2 separate regions of the Sus scrofa genome follow, and region 2 is linked to region 1. Evidence: chromatin contacts called from public HiChIP or PLAC-seq data. All regions are on one chromosome and are shown on one strand. The core of a region is the stretch at or near the end of the contact, and the rest is flanking DNA. Distances in the headings are between cores, read along the strand shown.

Region 1 (4,156 bases), core at 469-2,968:
GATTATGGGAGAGGCAGGTTTAATAGGGAAGATCAGAGCTCAGTTTGGGACATATTAAATTAGAAATGCCTACTTGCCAATGGAAATGTTGAACAGGTAACTGGATATACAAGTCTGGAGTTCAGGGGAGATGGTCCAGGCTGGAGGTGTAAGTGTGGGCACCTCCAGCATAAAGATGTAATTTAAAGCCTTGATGACCAGCTGAGATCACTAAGTGAAACAAACAGGAGTGATGGATTAAGTCAAATGCTGCTGGTGGGCCTGACAATGAATGAATAAATGCCAGATCCTATTAGAGCTGCAAAGTGAAGGTCCTTACTAAGGGTTAGCTAGCAGCAGATGGGTAAGGTACCTACCCTCTACAAAGTGGCTCTACATATGGGAACACTGGAGACACAGGGGATGAAGAACCATGGCATCCTGGTCTTGGAAAAGACCTTAAGTAGGTCATTCAATCTGTACTCCTCTCGCTACCCTACCTAGCCTGATGACTGAATCCCTGGTTTTAGAAAAAGAGACATTTGTAGGATACTGAGGCAACCAGTCTGGCCAGGAAAGAGAAAGCACAGTTGAAGAATGAGTGGGAAATGACCTCTGGAATCAGAAAGCCAGGGTTCTGGTCCTGCATCTCCTGATCCCTAGCTTCCTGTCCTTATGCAAGTCATTTCACCTCCTCCAGCCTCAGTTTCCCTGCAGGTAGAATGGGAGCAATCAAATCTTCCTTGTCTCTCCCAGGGTGGCAGGGAGGTGGGAGTGTAGCAGTGCTTAGGGTAGAGTAAATGCCCTGTCGGGGCTGGTTATTCTTTTTTTTTGTCTTTTTGCTATTTCTTTGGGCCGCTACCACGGCATATGGAGGTTCTTAGGCTAGGAGTCAAATCGGAGCTGTAGCCACTGGCCTACACCACAGCCACAGCAACGCGGGATCCAAGCTGCATCTGCAACCTACACCACAGCTCACGGCAACGCCGGATCGTTAACCCACTGAGCAAGGGCAGGGATCGAACCCGAAACCTCATGGTTCCTAGTCGGATTCGTTAACCACTGCGCCACGGCGGGAACTCCGGGGCTGGTTATTCTAAGAGCAAAAAAAGGAGGTCAAGAGAAGCCATCAGCTTGGAATGACAATGGAAATGGGTTGAGGGAACTGTCATGTCCTCAGAAGGTCTGTTGGTGCAGCATGTGGCAAAGCTAATGAGGATTCAATCCAGACCGAGGATGGAATGGACTGGCTCAAGTGGCAGGATGGGGTCTGCCGGGTCAGAGACTGAGGCCTTGAATCTGCCTCCACTGAGCCTGGAACAGAGATGGAGGAGACCCTGAGGCAGCAGCAGAGCCTTAAAGTGATAGAGACAGATAAAGTAACAGAGGCAGAAAGAGGCCCCAGGACCAAGAGACAAGCTGCCCAAATGGGGGCCCAAGGCAACCTAGAGAAGGCAAGGGACAGAGGCACAGATCCCAGCGGAGCTGAGCACCCGCGCACCGCAGGTTACAGTGCACGGGCAAGGGTCTCCCGCGGGGCCCGAGTGGCCGCGCTCGTTGGGCGCCCCCGCCCGGGCTCCTCGCCCAAGATGGCGATGGAGGGGCGGGCGAGGCGGCAGCAGCCCCGGCCCCCGCGCCGGCCCCCGCTTGGGCCCGGGCCCCGAGGCCGCGCCCCCGCCCGCGGCGCCGCGCCTCCCCGGGCCACTGACGCCCGGCGCGCCCTCCCCCGGCGGCGGCGGCGGCGGCGGCAGCGGCGACCGAGGCGCGGGGTGGAGGCGGCGGCGGCGGCCCGGGCCCGGCCCCATGGCGCGGGGGGACGCTAGCCGCCGCGGCGGGCTCTTCGCGCTGACCTTCTGCCTGCTGGCCGCGCGCGGTAAGGGCGGGCGCCGCGGCAGTGGCGGAAGCCGCTGCGGTGTGTCAGTGCGTCCGCGCCCCGGGCTGCGCTGGGCTATAAGGCCGGCGCGTCCTGCTCCCGAGCGAGTACGGGGGCCGTGGGGCTCGGGCTGCGTGTCCTTGTGCCTGCGGTGCCTGCGCTAGGGGTCTGCGCGCCTCGGCCCAGGGCGTTTGCGGCGCGTACTAGTCTGCAGGGGGTGTGTGTCCTTGGTTTTCGGAGTCTGGAGTGAGTGAGTGTGTATGTGTGCATGTGTGTGTGTGCGTATGTGTGTGTGTGTGCAGAGGGTGGGGAGGGGGCTTCTACGGACGTCCGCGTCCGCAGTGCGTGCCTGGCCGCGGCGTGGCATCGCGGGCGGTGGATGCGGTGTTTGTGGTTTTCGCTAGGCGGGCTCTTCCTTGCCCGCGCGTGTCTTTTGGTTAGAAGTGTTAGAGAGGAGGGGTGTAGGGGTGTGTGTCTGCACCTCCATTTGTGTCTCGAGAGCGTGTGTAATTGTGTTTATGGGGCTGTACTAATATTTGGCCTTGGCTTTTGGGGAGTGTCCTTGCCCTTGTTGGGGGTGGGGGGGAACAGAGCAGGAGATTCCGGATTGACTGGGGATAGTGGTGATAAAGTACTCAACTTTGTCCAGTGGGTGTGGTCCCGGAGGCTGGTTGGGGCGGGGGTGCCACGGGAGAGTGTTGCCCCCGCAAGCCCGAGGCCCAGAGTGGCCTGGGAGAGGGGGCAGGAAAATAGTTGCTTTCTTGGACGTGTCCAACACTCGCTCTCGGGATGGCACGCGTGTCACCCCTGCCCCACCTCTCAGGGCCGGATCAGAGGAGCGTTGACGGGATCAGTAAGGCCTCCTCCAGGCCCCCACCTCAGAGTGGACTCAGGGTGGGTAAAAGTCAGAGTTGTCCTCAGTGGAGAAAGGTCTGGGGATGGCGTGACGGAGTCCCAAGGGTCTATGCCTAGGGCGTCTTCTTCAACCCCCAGCCCTCTAGCTTTCCGTCCTTGTGTGCCTTTAGGGGGCGGCCCGTGGGGAAGGTGGTTGGTTGGGCTGGGGAGGGGGATGGGCTGCCTGCTTTGTTCGCCTAGTTCTTGCCTTCCCTGCAGAGGGGGAAGCTGAGGATGTGTCCGGGGCGAGTCGGGGAGGGACTTGGCGGTGGGGGTGGGGAGGGGGATTTCTCTCCAGCTGCTGCGGCTTTCCAGAGAGACTCAGCCAGGCCACGTGGGAGGGAGGCAGGGACCTCGGAGTGGGGGAAGGAGCCTCTGCCTGACCGCCCGGCCCATCTCTAGGAAACCCAAACAGCGGATGGGACAGTATCGGACACTACTCAGACCCCCTCTCTCCCTACAAAGACTTTTCAGACCCTGCTGGAGGCCACCTGAGGGCAGGGTCCGGGCAGCTGGGCTAGGGAAGTGGGGTCCTGGGAATGTCAGGTGGAGGGGGCAGGCAAGTGCCAGAATGGCATCTATCCTCCTGGAGGCCAGGGGATTAAAGAATAGTTGTGCCCACTGTCTTCTGCTCTTCTAAGAGCTCTGGGACTGAGCTCAGGGTCATCCTGCAAAGCAGAATCTGTGCTGAGAACTGCACTCACTGGAGCATTATGGAATATCCGTGGGGCCTCCCTGCACGGGGCTCAGTTTGCCTCCCAGACCTGGCCTCCCCCTGCTCCTGAGTGCACAAGGCAAGGGCAGGGCCAGAGCAGAGTCGGGGCTCTCTTGGCCAGCAGTGTGCCTGGCTGAAGCAACTGCTCTGCTGGCCCTCAGTCCTAAACGCTTTGAGTGTGCAAAGCTCATCAGGTCTAAGGACACTCCTATAGAGTTCTGACAAGCCACTCTGATCTGGATGGAGGTCATTCAACAAATATTTACTGAGCACTGTTTTTGGGCAGCATGTGACTGGTGCCTGGAATATAGTAAATAAAGAGGAGACTGACAGATAGTCTGGAGAAGTCAGGAAAAGCTTCCTCCAGGAAGTGGTGAATAATAGAGCTCAATACAGAGGGTTAGCCCTGCAGAAGGAGACTGATGATGGGGAGAGTTTTCTGGAGAGAAGAGTGTGTGCAAACCCTCAGAGGTGAGTTAGATCACTGAATGAAGCTTAATGAGGCTAGATTTGAGAGCACAAGGCATGAGGGTGAGGCAGCCTGGGGAGGAATGGGACAGAGGCCACAGAGAGTCAAGAGAGAAGGCTGGCCCCAACTCATGAAGGATCTTGTAAGCCCCAGCAAGGTTTTTGGCTTGAGAGCTCCCACGAGCCCTTAGAAGCTTTTAAGATCAACTTTGCAGCCGCTCACTCCA
Region 2 (4,156 bases), core at 941-3,440, 82 kb before region 1:
ACGGTTCTCCAGAAAGGGTTCTCACTTGGCCTTACCACCCTAACTTTCACATTTCTCTGTCTGCTGTCCATTATGTCAGAATATGACTATTTCATGATGCTTTCTCATTTATTTCAGTCTATGACAAGGATAGATCTGTATTAGCCCCGCCATGCTATTTATTGAGACCTCACATGCTAGACAACTTGCCTTTTCCTGGGGAGTTGCTAGTTAGGCTTTGTCAAACACACATGTTTAATTGATTACAAAGAACTACTTTAGCTTATATACAACAAAGGGAAGAACGCAACAAGTTGCCAGCTACCTGTTGGTGTCCTTGTCCCACAAATGAAAAAGGTCACTACTGAAACAAAAGTTGTGTGATACCCAGCTACTGAGGAGCCAGTTATAGGCTGAAGCTAAGAGGTTTTTATATCCTCAGCTCTATTCTGAGGGGGATCAGGGATGAGGCAGAAAGCCCACAGCTCATCAGAACTTGAGGGGAGATGAGAAGCTGTCCCAAGACAGCCCTCCAGGGGAGATTGCCCAACGGTCTTCATAAGCCTCTGGTCCTCTCCAGTTCTAGAAAGATCATAAATTCTTCTGCTAAGACTCAGATAAGCTTCAGTTCCAGCCTTTGCCTGGGAGGCCTATGTAGACTCACGTAAGGTGACCAGGGTACATGGCGGAGATGTTCCCCTACAGCTTTCTCAGGGTTAGAGGCTTTTTAACATTGCCTGAGAAAGAGAAAATAAGACTTAAAACCATGGAATCTGAATTCAAATCTAGTTCAATCCATAATTAGCCGTGGGACTTCAGCAAGTCCTTTACCTCGCTCGGGCTTGTTTTTTTTAAATCCGTAAAATTATATAATTTTTGTTTGTTTGCTTTTGAGGAGGTCTTTTTCTTCTTATCAGGATGTAAACTACACAAAGACAAGGATTTTCCAACTTTATTCACTGTTGTAGCCCTGGTGCTTGGAACGTGACAAGCGCATGGCAGAGATTCAGTAAACATTTGAGTGAATGAAATGAAATGAAAGATGTTTCATTGTAGTTTGTTAGCATGTGGTGGATTTGAAGCCTTAAAACCTATTTTGGGGTGTTTGTTTTGCAGAAAATTCAGGAGTCCCAGTAAAAAAAATGACTGTGCATTTCTTTTAGGGGAACTCAAGTAAAAAAGAGTCTGAACAGAATTTCCTGATGGTGGGTTTAGGATCTGGTGTTGTCATTACTGGGTCTTGAGTCACTGCTGTGGTGAGGGTTTGATCCCCGGCAGGGGAACTTCTGCATGCTCTGGCGAGGCCAAAAAGAAAAAAGAAAAAGAAAAAAAAGCCTGAGCAAAGACTCATTTAACAAGTGAATAATTACATACTGAAGAGTGGAACATGGCACCCTAATGGATCTTTTATTAGTGATGTTATAATAAACCCTAAAGACATACAACTCTGACAAATGGTTCCTAACAATAGAAAATAGGGAAGGCCCAGCTTGTCCACTGTTTTGTTCTACACCTACCACTTTCCCAGTCATCTCCCCAGGTTTCCTTTTTCTTTTTCTCTCAACCAATGTATGGCGTGGAATAGAAAATAAATTGTGGGTCAAGGGATCTGCCTCTAGTTCTGATAATATCAAGTCACTCACTTCCCTGCCCTGAGCCCCAGTTTCTTCACCTTCATGTCTTTGTGTGACACACATGGTTTTCCTTAATTGCAACTAAGTGACATTATTATATTTTTTTACAGATAAACTATGGCTCAAAGAGATTGACCCACCTGCAGAAGGATATTAGTTAGTACTAGAGCCAAGCTTTCTCACTCCAAGTTCAGGTTTCTTTCCACCATAACAGCGAGACACTCAGAACATCCCTAAGGCCTTGGTTTCTTCCCTCTCCATGTCATGGGGCTGGGATTTTTGTCTGGCTTGCTTCCCATTCTAATCTCAGCGTCTATAACTACCTGGCACATAGAAGGTACTTAATATATATTTGTTGAATGAAAAAAAAAAAAATAGATGAGTAGAGACGCGCCACAATTCGTCCTGCGACTTCCAGCAAATCGAGGCCTCTTTTTGGATTTCCTCTGTCCCCAACGCCGGCCCAGTCTCCTCGCGTCTCTTTCGCTCCTCCAGCCACCAGACGGCACTGTCGTAAGGGACCCCCTCCCACCTAGCAGAGAGCGGTGCCCTTCTTGGCCTCGTTGCGCCTTCCTTGGTCGGAGGGCGGCTCACAAGAAACCGGAAGTGCTGCAGCCGCCGCTGCAGCCGCTGCCGCCGCCGCCGCCCTTAAGTGCCGTGTTCACCGCTTGGGTTGCCGCCGGCGCCGTCGCCAAGGAAGCCGCTTCAGCCCGGTTGGGAGTGGAGGCGGCGCGGCATGAAGCGGCGCAGGCCCGCTCCGTAGCGCGCGTCGGGACGGTCCGGGCGGGGCCGGGGGGGAAGGTGCAGTATCCGCCCCCTCTCCTTCTCCTTAGCCCGCGAGGCCTGCGCCCCAGCCCATTCGGGCCTCTCCGCCTCACCAAGGAGCGGCCTGGCGCGTCCTCCCGGTTAGCCCTCTCTGCTGCTTACCCGGCGCGCCGCCAAGCTCGGGCCACAGCCGGTGGCGGGGCCCTACTTGCCGGAAGAGGAAGCCGAGGCTCTCAGATTCCGAGTCAGCCAACGTCCACCGAGCGTCCCTTGAGCGCTGGGTGCTGGCCTCCGGACTTCCATGTCCGTTATCTTAATTGAGTCTAGCCGGGGTTGGGAGCCGGGTATTGTCCGGTCTTACAGATGAGAAACGGAATCCCACAGAGGCCAAGGGGTTTGCCCAAAGTCCGACTGTGGCAGATCGGATTCGAACTGAGATTTTCTCTTTTCCCAGCTGATATTCTTTCTGCCGCCCCACTCTAGGTCGAGTCCTTCCTTGTTCACTGGCCCCTTCTCATTCTGTTTTACCCTCCTGGGGCAGGATAGGTACTTTCCTTTCCTTTTTCAAACCTCTCCCCTCACACACTTTTCCTCTAAGACTAGGCATCTCCCTCACACCCCCTTCTCAACATTCTCTGTTACACTTTTCCTCTTCATTCTCATTTTAGCTTTCAACATCTTTGTCCACTTTGTGATAATGAACCTTTCAGCTCGCTGTGGATCCTGACAAATGAAATAGCTAGGCTTCAATGAGGGGTGGGATATGTTAAGTGTTCAAAATGGCCCCGGGATTAAAAATTAAGGCGTGACATTTGAATGGGTTCAAATTTAAGACTCCTGAAGATATTTTCTAACCTGACATGCTCTTCTCTGAATGAGAGGCTTAGCGCGTGGGAAGATGCCTTGACACCTTAGTCCGTTGGTGCTGTGTTAAGCACAACTTTTTCCCCTCCATTTAGCGCCGGACTTTTCTCATCACATTTCCCTCCATCACCTGTTTGGGCTACGAACGCCCAGAATTAAAACTGATAACAAAGTTACAGGTGTAATCACAGATCCTGGTTTTTTTTTTTCCCCCTTTTTCTAAACCAGAATTTCAACAAACTTAACACTTGCATTACCAGAGAAGTTACCTAATTCAGTTATTTTCAGATATACGTGAAAAAGGAAGACGCAAAAATGGAATGCACTGAAAAGATAATACTTTATCTTGTGAAAAGCGTATTAATTCCAAGTTAATTTTTTTTACAAAAATGGCCAGTTCTATAATTCTTATTGGTTATTCTACTGAGTCTATCTCCAACCAGTGAAATATATATTCTGCAAAATAAAACAGTGGGCACATAGAAATAAATTTTATTATTAATCGTTAGTAATTTTTGAGAATTTGCAATAGCCACTGAGTAATCTCACATATGTATGCCTTTTATTCTTTTTAAATTTCTTCCATAATTTTCCTCTTAATATATGTCTGGATGTCAGGATTTACACTACTAATGCATATTCTTTTGAGTAAATTGGTGTATATATTTCTGAAATGAACTAACTTTATAATTTTCATAATTAAAATGCAGATACAGAGTAATTCAGGCATTTATATTATACCAAAAAGAATGTTTCTGCATTAATTTTAAGCACTATTTGAGACTTTAGGTTTAAATCTTTTGGGCCATATGTGATCCATTTTAACAATGATCAACAGCCTTTTATCTTATTTCATTATCCTGGTGAGCAGGATTGGATGGTGAGAAAAAGAAAGACTCCTCTGAGAAGAGAAC

The links. HiChIP or PLAC-seq counts read pairs in DNA pulled down with a chosen protein or histone mark.
Region 2: a contact with region 1 is called in an H3K27ac HiChIP or PLAC-seq map of skeletal muscle. The contact joins the promoter of DPP8 here to the promoter of IGDCC4 in region 1. A contact is called at or near these places in 2 of 5 promoter capture datasets (fetal liver and fetal skeletal muscle), 5 of 47 Hi-C or Micro-C datasets (fetal heart ventricle, psoas muscle, retroperitoneal adipose tissue and 1 more) and 2 of 2 datasets of contacts at active chromatin or transcription factors (alveolar macrophages and skeletal muscle).

What each region holds. Positions count from the first base shown.
Region 1 is chr1:163,433,464-163,437,619 of Sscrofa11.1, reverse strand. IGDCC4 (immunoglobulin superfamily DCC subclass member 4) reads left to right here and starts at 1,718. Exons shown (of 20, transcript XM_003121731.5): 1 at 1,718-1,852. The coding sequence starts at 1,783.
Region 2 is chr1:163,515,468-163,519,623 of Sscrofa11.1, reverse strand. It overlaps DPP8 (dipeptidyl peptidase 8), which reads left to right and starts at 2,190. Exons shown (of 21, transcript XM_001929097.6): 1 at 2,190-2,414; 2 at 4,114-4,156.